Linked DNA regions of Mus musculus: region 2 is linked to region 1. A link is a contact called in public Hi-C data. All regions are on one chromosome and are shown on one strand. The core of a region is the stretch at or near the end of the contact, and the rest is flanking DNA. Distances in the headings are between cores, read along the strand shown. Region 1 overlaps 9530052E02Rik (RIKEN cDNA 9530052E02 gene). Region 2 has its middle 46 kb from the start of Gm15418.

Region 1 (7,662 bases), core at 2,842-5,341:
GGTTCTGACTCAGGTCACCGTGCATAGAAGGCAAGCACTTTACTGACTAAGCTGATGCACACCGACTCAGCTCTGAAATCCAACAACTTATGAATTCTAGGGTACGTTACCAGCCGCCTGCTCTTCCTTCCTTGGGAAGAAACACGGTGTTTCCTGGAAGGATGAACGGCTCAGTGCTGACGTGCTATGAGAAATGCAGGCTGCAGCCAGGACTACTCTCCTTCCAAAGTGAGCAATTCAATTAGCTCACTCAATTAAAATGATGGACAACCCCCAGATGTTGCAGGATCTGGTTTCCTCTCCTTCCATCTCACCTTGCAGAGTATGGAAATGACCCACAGTTGCACCAAGGTCTATGTGATTATTTGTGAGAGCCAGGGCTTCCAGCTTTTTCCATGAGACTTTAGAAAACTCCCTCAAGCCAGTATGCCCACTTCTCCTATCTGAGCATAGCAACAGAGAGCCCACCTGAGACAACAGCACACACGGAATCTATCTTCCCCTTCTCTAGGTCACAAGCGGAGCACACATTTTATTTGAGTCTCCAGCTCAGAGAAGATTCTCTGTGGAACTGAGTACCCCACAGAGAGGGTGGAGGGTGAGTGTGTGTGCCCCTTTCCTCTCCAGTTAGAGTTTCGATGGGTAGTTGTCCTGGAGATGACCACCTACACAGAACTGTGATTTGCCATGTAACTCAGAAACTAACCAATATCAACTGACTTGGAATAAAGATGTGCAGAAGATATGCAAATCTGTATGACATCCCTGTGTGGCCAGCTTGGGGTATAAGTTAGCAAGACTAACAGTTTAGTATGGGTGTATGATCAAGAATCATCGTCTCTGTGTGTCATGGTTATTACTATCAAAACTACATTGACTGACTTCGCCTTGTCGCTACACGAAGAGCCTTCAAAGGAAAACGTCCATCTGATTCTTCCTAGAAGCTCAAGAAGAGGTCATATGAGATACCAGGTGGGACCTGACTATTTTTATGGGGAGGAACGGAGATCCAAGCTGCAGTGTTTAAACAGTGCTTGCCTCAATGACACTATACCACTCAGCCGCTGTATTTCCTCAGCCGCTGAGCAGGATGCCCTGTACCACCATTTCTTGAGTGCTTGGTAACTTCCCAACCCACTGCTTAGTAATAGCCCTTGAGGTACCTCAGGTGCAATGAGAAGTGGGGGTGGGGGTGTTGCTTTGCCTTGTTCCTAGACCACTTGGTAGCTTGCTGCAATCCTGTGACCCTTGAGACCAGAGTTGGGATATCATTTTCTGCTAAGGTGCACAAGCCTTTGACAGGGGATAAAGCCTGGGTGGGTGGGCAGGGTGGCTGCAGTGCTCTCCAGAGCCCCTCACTGGTTGGTTTGTAGCTTATAGACTCTGCTGCTTCACAGTTTTTCCTGACACTCAGAGTTGCACTCACTTCTGCAAGAAAAATCTTATTTTGTGTATGTGAGCATTTGCCTGCATGTATGTATGTGTGTATGTATGTATGTATACCACATGCATGTTTGGTGCCCATGGAAGCCAGAAGAGGGTATCAGATCTCCTGGAACTGGAGTTACAGATAGTTGTGAGCCATCAGGGGTGCAGGGAACCCAAGCTGTGTTCTCTGGAAGAACAGCAAGTGCTCTTCATTGCTGAGCCCTCTCTTCATCCCTAGCTCCTCTCTTATCAGGGTTAGCATGATCCTTCACATGTCTTCCTGTGTAAGCATGATCTCTCATATGTCTGTGTAAGCATGATCTCTCACATATCTCCCTGTGTAAGCATGATCCTTCACATGTCTCCCTGTGTAGCTTGATACTCTCTCCTCTCTCTGTGTCCTTCTGTGCAGAATGAAGTCTTGTTACCAGTGCATAACAGGACTCTGCTTGTCCACAGGGCAGACCAATTGGCATGTCAGAGTGGAGAGGGTAGAAGAGGGTAGGTATACTCCGTGGTGACCCCTCACGGTTGTGAACATGCAGTGCTGAGCTAAAGTCAGAGACTCCCGGACTATTCAGTATACATTTGTCAAACAAAGCCAGTCTGGTCACTCAACTACTCATGAGGCGAAGGTGGCAGAATTGAAAATTCAAGGCCCGCCTGGGCTACAGAACAAGCTGAGGGTGTGAATGTGTAAGGAATATCACAGTAAGACCCTGTCTCAAAATAAGAAGTTAAAGGGGGGCTCCATGGTAGAGCACGAACTTTGCAAGGATCTTGGATTCAGTTCCCACTACTATAAACAAGGGAAAGAAAGCAATAAGAAAAGGAAGAGAAGGGAGGAAGGGAGATGGAGGGAGGGAGGGAAGAAGGGAAGAATGGATGGAGGGAGGGAGGAGAAGGAGGGAAGGGAGGGAGAGGGGGAAAGAGGGAGAAAGGAGGAGGGAAGAGGGGGAAGGGAGGGAGACAAAGGGGGCGGGGAAAGAAGGAAAGGGAGGAGAGGGAGACAGAAGAGGGAGGGGAGGGAGAGAGAAGAGGGAGAGAGGGAAGGAGGGAGGAATGGAGGGGGGCAGGCGGGAACAAAGGTTTATCAGATAATGAACAAGAGAATAGAGTTTGAGACAGAAGTACAGTCTCCACACAGGTGCCCAGCTGTGCAGAGGCCCAGCTGAAATCCACCAGCAGACCTTCTGTCCCTGCTCCAGGTCCCAGACAGAGAAGGGTGAGCCCTGATGTTCCTTCCCTGTGGCCAACCCTCTGCTACGTACAAAACAGACAGACACAGGTCTTGTGGCACTTAGGCCAGGTGGCTTTAACACGGCTGTGGGGATCATGGAGCCTAGGGCCAGGGCCAGGCCAAGAGCAGGGAGGAGAGACAAGCGTGTGCCTGCTTCCTTGCTCTCTACACAGTCATACTCAACAGCCAGTCACCATGGTCACACCTAAGATAGGGCCCTTCCCTCACTGCCACTGAGGGAAAGTGCAGGGTGTTCTGAGGGGTGGAAGTGAGGGCCCCATATCACGGATGCCCAGAGACTGGTCACCTTTGCCCTTGGCTCTACCTGACTCTCTTATACTGCAGTAGGCCTCCCTTCAGATTCTCAGTTGCATTGGAGTTTGGCTTCTGCGAGGTGGGGGTCTTCCAAGTTTTCAAATAATTCATCATGAGCAGATAGATACACATGGTCTTGCTCTGCCAGCAGTAATGGGGCCTTCTCAGCTCGTAGAGGACAGGGCATGGGGCAGGGGCTGTCTGGAGGTGGCCTGGTGGTACCTACAGAGGACTTGTTTTTGAGACCTAGCAGAGCCATGGGGCCGTCTCTACCTTTGTCGGCATCCAGACCTCTGCCGATGATGAGCTATGTTTTGTTTCCTGTGATCTAGGGTGGGCCTCCCTCTTGGGCCCAGTCCTGTGTGTGCTCGCCTGTTGAGATGACGGAACGCCTCTGGAGTTCATGGGCAGCTCCTCCGTGTATTTGACTCACCTAGTTGGCTGGGTGCCACTGAAGTTTCTCTCTGAGACTTAAATGGTGGTGGGAGGAGAGAGAGGTGGAGGGCATTCTACAGCTCGGACTGAGGCAGACCATGGGGCCAGGTCTCCTTTTTGCCTCCTGCCATGAACTCCATTGATAAGAGAACTACTGTATTTGTGGGACCCTCATTGTGTGCCCACTTCTTTTTTGGTCAGGTTGGGTCTCCCCCAGAAACACCAGCAGCTAGCTTTAGGCGAGACAGCAGCACCTGCCATCTATCCCTTGCACCCGCCTTCCACGTATTCCCAAGGCTCTTCAGGACAGGAGGTCTTGAGTACAGGCCCTGTTGTCTGTCACGTTTCAAGGCACTGGGAAATGACTGATGTCTGCTGACCCCAGGTCAAGTTCTTTCTCAGAATTTTATGAGCCATGTGATCCTGTGGCGATAATAACAATAAAAACGCATGTAACACCCGACTGGGACTACTGGAGGCTTGCTACGTGTCAGGTGTGGTCTTGGGCTCTCTCCAGTACATCAAAGCTGTACCCTGGGAGGAGGGGTGCCACGGACCTTCCCCTACCCCCCCCTCCGCTAATCCAAAGAATGCCGAGGATAGAACCTAAGCGTCAATGTACTTTGCTCTCTGTAAAGCTCTGGCCAAACCGGCCGTGCTGTTGATTGATCCTGTGGGAACACCTTCCTGACTCACAGTGGTGTGGCCAGGAGCTGGGTCAGGTTTACACTGCTCGAACAGAGGGGTCCCCTGGCTGCAAGTGACGCAGAGCAAGTGAAGGCACGAAGAGGCCAACTTCAGACAAGATTCCAGTTCTTCAAACCCACCACCCTGTGTACGAAGGCCAGCCAAATGTCACATCCACTCAGCACCAGTTCCAACACTGGTGCCTCAACTTAAAACAAAGCAAACGTTCAGGGGGATAGTCCGAAGCAGGAGCCGAGTCCAGTCAGCTTGCCAGGAACATCACTGCTACAATCTAATCCAGCGGCTCCCATGGAACGTCCGATAATTACCACTTAAAAATGATGCTGGACCTCTCTCAATGACTTTTTTAGTCATTCATCTAGAGCTAATTATTACTAACACATGTTTTATTGTCCCAAGTTATGTGCTAAGTGTGCACCCTGTGTGTACTTTGAACTCAACTATACAATTTGCCCCCAGGTACTGGAGGGAAAATTGTGTTTTCCAAGAGCAAACTTTAATCAAAAGGCAGGATTTTATTAAAGGAACCACAAACACTTGACAGCCGTGCACGTGTGTGTGTGTGTGTGTGTTAACAGTGCTGTGTGATGAATTATGTATGTCAGAATCATATGTTGAAGTCATAACCCCAGACGCTCACAATCTGGCCTTATTTGGAGATGGGGGCTTTGTGGAAGCCATTAAAGGAAGATTTCAGGGTTCTCAGGTAGTGTGCCTGATTCTCCTAGAAAGAAAACTATGGACACAGATACAGACAGAGGGGACATTCTGTGGGGATGAGACGGGGCTCAGGAAGAGGCACCAGAAACCAAGGAACCCAGGGGGACTTCACCAGAGCCTGAGAGAGGATCCAGTACAGGCTCCCTCCGGCCTCAGAGAACTACATTGTCACAGCCACTCCGTCTTCCACACTCTGGTCTGGCAGAACACGTTCCTGTTGTTGGAGCCATCTGTGCACTCTACGTCAGAGAGGCCTCACACTAATACACACTCACCGACGTGAGGAAGCCAGAAAGACGGACAGATGATGGAGAGCAGGTCCAGCAGCCACTGGGTAACCGCAACCTTTTTCTTATCTACTTTATGTGTACAGGCACTTTCAAATTTCTTTATTAAAAATATGTAAAATCAACACTCAAGAAGTGCACCGAAGTGCACAGGTGGAAGAGTTCCCAAGAGAACACACCTGCCTCCCACCTCCACTCAAGTTAAGAAAACATGTGTAACTGGCGTTCTGAGGAAAGCGTTCCTCCTGTGTCCCGGACACTGCATATGCCACCACTCCATGAGCTCCAGTCACATAAGACTACTTTATAAAGACAAATGACAGCCACCACATGGTCACTGGCTATCCATGTGTTCACGCACAGGTGGAACTTTGTTGCAGGAATGCATTATAACATGTCCCCTTAACTCGCCACTAAAGGATGTAGGGCTGTCATAGACAGTGGCACTGAAGAGGTTTGTCTTCCGTCTTTGGCACACATCCATGTGCAGTTCAGGTAACCTTGAAGCCAGGGATGGAGATGGAAGTTGAGTGTTGGCTGGCACTACATAGGACAGGTCACCAGCATTCAGTCTGCCATTTCTCTCTTTCCTTCCCCTTTCTCCTTCTTTCCTCTCCTGGGGGCCAGCCAGTTCCTCTTCCCTCCCTGCTGGTTACAACTGCAGCCCCTTTCCCCTTCCCGGCTGCCCTTCTCCTGTGACTCTGACTGTTCTGTAGACCCTTCAGTGACGTGCTCTTTCAGTCCTTGGCTTTTAAAGTAAGTCATTGCTTTCTTTGTCTGACCTTCTTTGGGTGCAGAATGTAGAAGTTCCCCATCCTGCCAAGTGTCTCACTGGAGACCTGTGCTGCACCCAGGTGCACTGCGAAGTCCTTATCCACTTCATGTACTTAATTCTACAAAATATTTCCATCTATGTATCTATCTATGTATCTATCTAATCTATCTATCTATGTATCTATGTATCTATCTATCTAATCTATCTATCTATCTATCTATCTATCTATCTATCTATCTATCTATCTATCTATCTATCGTATATGAGCTGGCTTCAGACGTACCATTAAGAAGGCATCTGATTTGGTTTCAGATAGTTGTGAGCCACGTTGCTGGGAACTCAGGTCTTCTGGAAGAGCAGTCAGTGCTCTTAACTGCTGAGCCATCTCTCCAGGCCCTACGAAATATTTTATTGTGACATTTCCATACTGTAAATAAGGTACTTTGATCCAATTTCCTCCCTACCACGTGTACATATCCCTCCCCTCACTCACTGGCCCTCAAGTCCCCATCCAATCCTCCTGGGTTGTTTTCCACCTATGACAGAAAACATGGAAACTTTGCCTTTCTGAATCTGCCTGATTTTACTTAATAAACGATGCTCACTTTCACAGAAATGACGCGTCTGTGTTTTTCTTATGGCTAAGTAACGGGCCCTTGTGTGCACCAACCACAACTTCGTCTTCTATGCATCAGCTGGGTACCCGGTCAGTTTTATGTGCTGACTGCTGTAGATGGTGCACAGAGAGCACGGCATGTGGTCGTCTCTGTGGTGGGCTGGCTCTTACAGGAGTGGTGGCACAGGGTCTGTGGTGGCTCTGCATTTAGCTTCGTCAGGGGCCACCACAGAGGCTCCTCCAGTTTGCAAGCCCACCGGCAAAGTCTAGGTTTCTATCCCCACCCCAGCGTCATCAGCATTGCTGTCTGTTTTCTCTGTGGTAGCCATTCTGATCGGGATGAGATAATATCATGCTATCAACTTTGATTTGAATTCCCTTGATATATATAAGGATATTAAACATTTTTAATGTATTTAAGGGCCATTCAGGTTTTTTCATTCGGAAAGCACATATTCAGCTGGTTTCCCATTTCACTTTCAACTATTTCTATTTGTTTGTTTGTTTATATTTATTTATTTAGGTTTTTCAAGGCATATTTTCTTTGTGTAGCCCTGGCAGTCCTGGAACTTACTCTATAGACCAGGCTGGCCTCGAACCCAGGACTCCACCAGCCTATGCTTCCCAAATGTTGGGATCAAAGGCGTGTGTCACCACCACCCATCTGCATTTTTACTTTAGTGATGACTTTGAAGAATGAAGTTCTTATCTATAATGAAGGATAATTTACCTTCCTGCTTCAACCCCCAGGGAGCCTGTTTTTCACAACTGTTTAGGAAATCTTTGCATACCTCAAGGTCATAAAAAATTTTCACACATAGTTAGGGTTTCAGCCTGGGTGGGCCATGCTCTTTGTTTGGGGCAAGGTTGAAGTAAACGCACTTGCAAACATGGACATTTCTTGTGTTTGAGATATTCACCCAAATCATCATATGTCTCTACTCCAGGGTGAGGTGTATAAAATACTAGAACTCACCACTGATCAGAGCTTTTGCTCCTATTCAGTTCAGTTCATCTATAGTCTTTGCAATTTCCCTAATCCTAAAGTACCTGGCAGCATTTTTGCTGATACTGAGTTGAATCCATAGATGAAATCACAACTAGTAAATCAGTCCCCAATCCATGAACAAAGACTCTC
Region 2 (7,662 bases), core at 3,171-5,670, 85 kb before region 1:
TTTCTTCATTTACATTTCAAATGCTATCCCGAAAGTCCCCTATCTTTATCTTTGCATCTCTTATATGACCTCCGCTATAAAGCATTCTAATAATTGTTTGAATTGAGCTGCTTTGGACAACTGGAGCTTGCAGAAAGCATCCTGGAAACCTCAGGTGTAGCAGTTTACCTGCTAACGGTCCTAGGAGCGTCCCTCGTTTTCTTCTGGAGCAGCGGCAGGAGCTGGTGGGCTTGTCAGTTATGAAGCTGACCGTGAAAGTCAGTTTGAGATGGAGCATTTGTTCGTGATCTGTCTTGAAAACGACCATGACATAAGCAAATGTTTATGATAGCCAGGACTGCTCCTTGGGAAATGAGTAGTTGGGTTTGGGATAGTCAAAGTCTTTTGGGTCAAATTCCACCCAGGAGAACAAGCATTTCTGGCTATTCAGAATTACTGAAACTTCTGTACATTTGAGCTAGATATTGGGCAGAATCTATGTAGCTGAGATGCACGTGTATATCCATCTGTGTATGGGGGCCTACCTGTGTGTATGTGTGCGTGTATCTCTTCATGTGTATCCATGTGTGTGTGGAGGCGAGAGGTCAACCTTGAGTACTATTCTTCAGTTGCTACCCACTTTGACTTATGAGATAGAGTCTCTCACTGGCCAGGAACTCAAATATCTAGGCTGGCTGTCCAGAAGACCCCAGGGATCGTCCTGACTCCACCTCCCCAGTGCTGGGATTACAGTGTGTGCTGGCCTTTCTTACTAGGGCTCTGGCTTGCAGCTCGGGTCTTCAAGCTTGCACAGAGTGACATCCTTTAACCTCTATGCCACCTCCTCAGTCCCTCAGCTGAGATTTTAACATGGTTTCCCAGGCCAGTACTGAGATTTGAAAGCCTCCCCCATGTGTCCATGTTCTGAGGACTCTCACTTAGCCTGTGAGCTCTCTCAAGGAGTGTGTAAATGTTTCTGCTATAAAACATGGAGTCAAGAAGATCCCTCACATCTGTAGGAAGGCCCTTGGTCTCATTTTTGTATTATTCGTAGAGATGATAAGATATTGATAAGAATAATTCTAGGGACACACACATTTAAAAAAAGAAATTTAGAACTGACTTATGAATAATAATAGGCTGTATGTTTGTATGAATAGATCAGCAAGGAGGAGAGATGTATAGAAGTAAGGCCACTTTATTTAGTATGAAGTTCCCAAAGCCAATGTTTTTGTCACAAGGGGTGTGGAAGGTTTCTCCTGGTGAAGCGTCAGGGGAAGCACACACTGTTACATGAAGATGAATTTCACAAAATTGCCAGGATGGGAAGGGAGTGGAGGCAGGAAGATCAGGAGTCCACCAGGCTTCCATTCGTGAGGAGTTTGAGACCCTGCATTAAAACAAAACAAAACAAAACAAAACAAAACAAAGCCTCCCCAAAACCAAACCAAAACCGACCAACCAAACAAAAAACACCCCCTAAAATCCAAACCCAAATCAAAACAGACTAAAACAAAGGCCAGCCTGAGCTACGCAGAAAGTTCAAGGCCAGCGGAGGCAACATCTGACTTGGAAATCCCACTACTTGGGTAGCTAGCAAACCGAAGGAAGTTGGCAGTTCACAGAGTGAAAACCCCTGCACTCCATGTTTGCCTGAGCTTTATTCACAACAGTCAAGAGTGAAAGATGGGCGAGCATGAAGAGCACAGACATGAACAGCATGAAGAGCACAGACATGAGCAGCATGAAGAGCACAGAATGCTTGGCAGGGCACTGACATTTGTCAGGGGGCTGAATCCGGAAAGATGATCAACAGCTGGTCTCACTTCTATGTGGAACCTTGACTAGAAGTATAAAATGTACAAACAATAAGTGGGAGGTTGGTTACAGGGGAAAAAGGAGGAGGAAAGGGATGCAGGGAGAGTGTCAGGTGAGGAGTGCGGACTGGGCAATGGTGTGGGGTAGGTCAGCCTACGTAGCCTGTGGACAACAGGCACCATGGGTGGTAACACTTCCACTTCACATGCTGAAATATTACTCACCCAGTGATTAGACTATGGCTGTTCTCGCCACAGACAGCAATGGGGGACTAGCGATGGCTGTTCTATCTTGCTTGACTGCGATCATCTCACTGTGGAGGGGAGGGTAGATGTTATGCTTTTCATACAGTTCAAATGCAAACACCAAGACACATGGATGGAAGTCAGACTAGATGCCACCACACCACTGCTTCCTTTGGACTTGGGGGTATCCAGAAGACTCCACTGTGCGAGCTTGGAACAGCCTCCTTCAGGGGGGTGAGAAGAGCCTCCTGGCACAGAATGAGAAATGAGGCAACTGTCGGTGTGGTCAAGCTTATGTCCCTAATCCTCTTCTCTAGAATGTTGTGGCTAGGAGACCTTACTCCCTCCAGTCCTCAGGCTCCTTGCATATGAAGATTGGGTGGTAAAATTGTTTAGTTCACTGATTTTGAATTTTCATGCTTTAGTAATAGATTTTGGAGGCTTAGTTAAAAAAATTAGAGTGAAATTATCTATATTATGTGCCAGTATCACTTGGTACTTGATGACCAGGCCATAAATGCTGGAGATGATACTGGGGATAGGTCTAATTTTAAGGATGCAAAATAGAGATGTCTCCACCTATCTGGGTCTACCTCCATACTAGAGAACTTTGTAATACTGTGTTGGGCAAGTCAGTCAGAGCACTGTGGATTCCCATGGCTCACCTGTAGCCTATTCTTTAAAGGCAAACAAAACTAAAAGCTGAGGTTGGGCTAGTGGTCCATAAATGTCCTGGACAGTGTTGTTTCCAGGATTCCAGAAACTGAGTATGAAAGACTGAGATAGTTTTTATTCTGCAGAGACCACCTGCTTTCCAGTTGAGGTCAAGCAGAGGAGGCGTTGTGGTAGGAGCTCGCATTCTGGAGCTTAGCCTGAGTGGGAGCTTAGGTCTTCTTTTGTTGGCTATGACCAAGGTCACAGAACGTTGGGTAAGCTTATCATGAGGTACCGTGGATGGATAGAGCTTGGGCCATTCAGTGTGTGTGACACACACACACACACATACACACACACACACACACACACAGAGAGAGAGAGAGAGAGAGAGAGAGAGAGAGAGAGAGAGAATGCAAGCATGGTTCAGATACAGAGAGAAAGAAGGAAGGAGAGGAGAGGAAGTAAAGAGGGTAGAGGAAGCAAGAGGAAGGGGCAGAGAGAGGGCTAGAAGAGGGAGTCAGTATGAGCAGTATGAAGTTAGGATATGAAATTGAGTATGAACCGGATAAGCTGAATGCCATGAGTATTCAAGATGTTTTCACCCAGTGATCACGTGAAAGATTCCAGGTTTCCTGGGCCTGAGGTTCCCTTGGAAGCAATTCTCTTAGTCTCCCGAGCACTTAAAGGTAGGTTAGAAAGAGAAATTTAGATTGCTAGCCTGGCTCTAGACGCAGCCTTTCTCATTTAATTCAATGGTTCTAAGTGATCCCTAGCTTTTCCTACCAATCTCACCTCCCCCTCCCCCACACAAAGTGAACAATCTTTCTGTAAAGGTTTTCCTTGGACTCCCTGGTGGCCTCAGAACCTATCTGACCGATTCTTTTTATGTCCACTATTATTCTCTTTAATGGACAGCAGACTTGGATTGGGAGATCTGGTCCCCACTAGAAGGATACGTGTGTACGCGGGGATGAATAGTATGGCATTCACCGTTTGTTGATTTGATGTTCACAGTGCTCAGAATGGACATTGTAACCCTGCACTTGGCCTGAGCTTGGTTTCCTTGGAAGCAATTCTCCTCTTAGACTACTCAGTTCACTTGAGCAGAACAGAAACAAGTTTGTTCAGATACCTGAATAGTCCTGTCCTTGGACCACATGGCTTCAGGAGTCCAGGAAGCTGAAAGTCAGCACAAGAAGCCCAGTGGGCTTCGATCCTAGTGTGGGTATTCCTGCTACGCTTTGACTCTTTGTGAGGCCTGGAATCTTTCATGTGGTCAGTGGGTGGCGCCATCTTGGATATTCATGGTATTCAGTTTACTCTGCCTGACTTCATACTGCTTAGATCAACATCTTTCATCTATTGCTCATTACATTTTGCCCAAGACTAGCCACTCTACGGCCTTCTGCATCCCTACTGGGTTCGTGTCCATCCTAGTGCATGAGTAGACTTTGGGCACTTAGTTCTGTTTCTCCTCAGCTCCCCCTCCGTTGTGGGAGGAGTAAAACCTCTGAAATAATCACCCAAGTTTCCTTCTTAAGGAGAGGGCTTGCCATTGCCAAAATGCTGGACTCAGTGCATTCTGGGAAGGCAACACAGACCAGAGAATACTGCTTCCCTGTTTCCAAAGCTTTGTAAAATGGATTTAAGAGGGAAGCTTATATGGAAATCTTGACTGACCAACACAAGTGCCCCTGAGTGGAATTCTACAGTAGAGAGCAGCAGGGTAAATGAAGTTGTTTACCAGGGGCCTTTCTAATCAGAGTCCTTTGAACTTTGTCAAATGGAGTAAATATTTGCACTTGACTCTGGAAAAATAAATCTCAGAGAAGAGTTTGAAGTGGGATGATGCCATGTTTGTGCAATATTTGATTTACATCCATTTCCTAGAAATCAGGGAGGAATGGGATTCATGTATCAACGCACCAAGATTAATTTACTATGGTCTAATACACAACCAGCTCACAGGCAAATGAATATGTATTTGTATATAAATAAATATATATAAATAAATCTAATCTCTTAATAGTAGTCAAAGGACATGATATATCAAACTTCTGGCATGTTGTATTAATATTCCCCCAAGAGCCAATGTCAAATGATGTGACTTAAAGTCACAGGGTGGGAGTTTCTCACTGTCTTTAGACAAATCTTAACAACTTTAATCTTGAATATTAGCAGGTCCTAGTTGCTTTTTTATTCATTTTAAAATTTGTAAACAAGCACTTTCCCCTGACCTTAGCAAGACACAAATGAGGGTCACGACCCTGCAGATGATAGTCTGGCTATTGGAAGCCTGAGGTAGGGGGAGATGCCATGTCTAACATGTGTGTTTGCTAAGTGTCATGGTGTGCCTGTCACCATGAGTGGTGTGTGGATACAAGTGGGGTATTCTGAGCAAAAGCTGTCCTTCCCACAATATGCTGAACAAATCTACTTCTGGGATCATTTGACATTTGTAATCTTGAGAGACAGCTTCCTCTGGTCGCGCAGGACTGTCAAGCAGGCCCTGACACAGGCCAGGCTGGCCCTAGCCATCTTCTGTGCTCCCTGTTGCTTGGATCTGTGGAGATACTTCAGGAGTTCCTGGGAGAGCTGAGGCTATTTCCTGGTGCCATTGAGGTTGGCATTGGACATAATATTGCTGATTTCTTTTTTCTCTACCTTAATTTATCTAACTTGTGCTTTTAGGGAGAGAACAGATCTGGAGTGGGTAGTTTCATTAGAAGAAAGTTGCTTTCCTTCCTCAGTGATAACACCTGGAAGGAAAATAAAAATGGTGAGTGAGTCAGTTAACATTCCTCCCCATTCCCACTTCATTCTCAGCCCCAGGGAAGGTTGCTGTTGGGATTTTTAAGCTTCCATTCTGGGAGTTTCATCCCTTATGCCCACCTTTGTGTTGTCTGTCTTCCTGCTGTCTTTAGTTTGCAAACAGTGTCACCAAGGGACATAGGTTTGCAACAGAGTTTCTGCCCAGTGATGACTGAGCAGTAAAGCAAAGTGTGATGTTTGCCCTCTATTGTTGCTGCACCAGGAAGAAATTGGTGCCTTTTGTTGACCCAGCTTTCTCTTCTACCCCCTCCACTGCCTACCCTGGGACCTCCTCCATGTGACTGGCTTGGGTGCCACTCCAAAAGAGATTTATTACTTTAATGTCCATGAGCTTTAGTCACATCTAATCTTGCTCGGGTCTCCGGGGAGCCCTCTTGTCCTTCTGTTCATGCTTTAATCCCCTTGGCAGTGAAGGTAAATGTCCATGATATCAGCTCAATCTGGGCTAAAGATGTGGCCTGAAACAAAATGGCAAATGCGGAGAAGAGGAGCTGAGATGCTAAGTATGTGGGAACCTGCAGGAAGTGATGGTGTCGGGCAGAGCAGGAGATGGGGAGCTCGTGGTGTGTATGAGCACACAGTAGGTGCAGCTTCTGGTATGTATGAGCTCACAGTGGGTGCAGCTTCCAGCCTTCACATTCATTTTGGTGGGCTCGTTCTTCTATGTCTGTGAATGTTTATGAGTGGAAATATATCTCTAAAAAGGAAGAGTTTGGAGCTTTCATTGCTGCTTAGTTGCCTGTGAGACTTTAGAAACACAGAACCTGGAGGTGGCTGCTCAGGGTAGCGTTGAGCAGCCTGACTGAAATAGAAGAAACTGCCAAGACTGTTAGGTTTGCCAAATACACCTGCATTTTACCTAACTGGGTGAGTGGTTTCAGTTCCCTTTCTTCTGTGTTTAAATGTGTCCACTGGCCCAGGTTGAGCTTTCTGACCGACTGTATCACCCCTCAGGCCAACTGCATGCAAGACCCGCAGGATCCCATGAGGGTCCTAGGTGCCACTTCCTTGGCAGGGGAAAAGTCCAAACTTCCTATGAACAGTGGCTCATGCCTTGTGACTTACTTTTCCTCTATTGTGATAAGGTATGCTCATGAAAATAAATTAGAGCAGAAATGGTTGACTCTGGTTTATGCCAAGCAGTGCATTCTATCATGGTAGAGAGGATCGCGTTGGCAGGACCAGAAGGAGCCAGGCATAGAAAGAGAAGAGGAAGTGGGACCCAAGCCCATCCCATGTGACCCAGCTTCCATGTGACCCAGTTCTTTCAGAAGCCTTCAACTCCTAAAGGTTCCATGACCTTCTCAAACCAAGTGTACAAGCACACAAGCTTATGAGGACAGCAGGGCTGGACAGTCACTTCCTTCAGAGGCCATATTCTGCTAGGCATGGCTGGCCTGACAATCTCAGCAGGAGGCCTCCTGCCAGCACCCCCATCTGTAACAAAGGCTGGTTGGTTTCAACCTGTCAGGAATTCCCCTCTACCTTAGTTAGGACTTCTTAGATCTACAATAACAGACAGCCCAAATCTAATCCATTAAGCCTCACCCTTCAGAATGGCTGAAGACAGATTTCCTATCCCAGAGGCTAAGAGTCTGTAGGGGCGTAGGCTAGGAGAAGAACTCTTGTAGAACAAGGTTAAAGGTGGCATAGCTGAGCAGAGCTGTGGCACCAGGGAGGAAGAAGTGATGGAAACCTTAAATTCTAACACCCAGACACAGTAGATTTCTTTTTACCGACTCTCTTAGGGTTTTATTGCTATGAATAGATGCCATGGCTGCAGCAACTCTTATAAAGGACAACACTTAATTGGGGATGGCTTACAGGTTCAGAGGCTTATTCTATTACTGTCATGGTGGGAAGCATGGCTTCATGCAGGGAAACATGATGCTGAAGAAGTCTCTGACAGTTCTAGTCTTGATTGGCAGGTAGCAGGAAGAGAGAGAAGGACAGTAAGCCTGGCTTAAGCTTTTGAAACCTCAAAGCCTCCCCCCCTATGACATACTTCCTCCAACAAGGCCACACCTCCAATAATGCTACTCCCTGGGAGTCTATGCAGGCCATTTTCATTCATTCTCCCCCACCCCCACACCCCCACATACTGACTTTCTCTATCCTTTTTCTGGAACAC

The links. Hi-C and Micro-C count contacts between places; a contact is called where the count stands out from the background.
Region 2: a contact with region 1 is called in a Hi-C map of liver, with 2.8 times the contacts expected there. The contact joins two enhancer-like sites. A contact is called at or near these places in 6 of 484 Hi-C or Micro-C datasets (LSK cells, MC3T3-E1-derived osteoblasts, Th2 cells and 3 more).

Annotation. Positions count from the first base shown.
Region 1 is chr8:11,052,095-11,059,756 of GRCm38.p6, reverse strand. 9530052E02Rik (RIKEN cDNA 9530052E02 gene) reads right to left here. Exons shown (of 5, transcript NR_046017.1): 4 at 6,192-6,304; 5 at 5,216-5,633. Among named protein-coding and RNA genes, the nearest start is that of Irs2, 47 kb to the right of the region's middle. Within about 2 kb of position 4,091, at least 22 of the 459 cell types and tissues checked have an H3K27ac peak or open chromatin away from gene starts, as enhancers often do. A contact at or near this core is called in liver, where this site is marked.
Region 2 is chr8:11,137,594-11,145,255 of GRCm38.p6, reverse strand. No RefSeq gene overlaps it. Among named protein-coding and RNA genes, the nearest start is that of Gm15418, 46 kb to the left of the region's middle. Within about 2 kb of position 4,420, at least 2 of the 459 cell types and tissues checked have an H3K27ac peak or open chromatin away from gene starts, as enhancers often do. A contact at or near this core is called in liver, where this site is marked.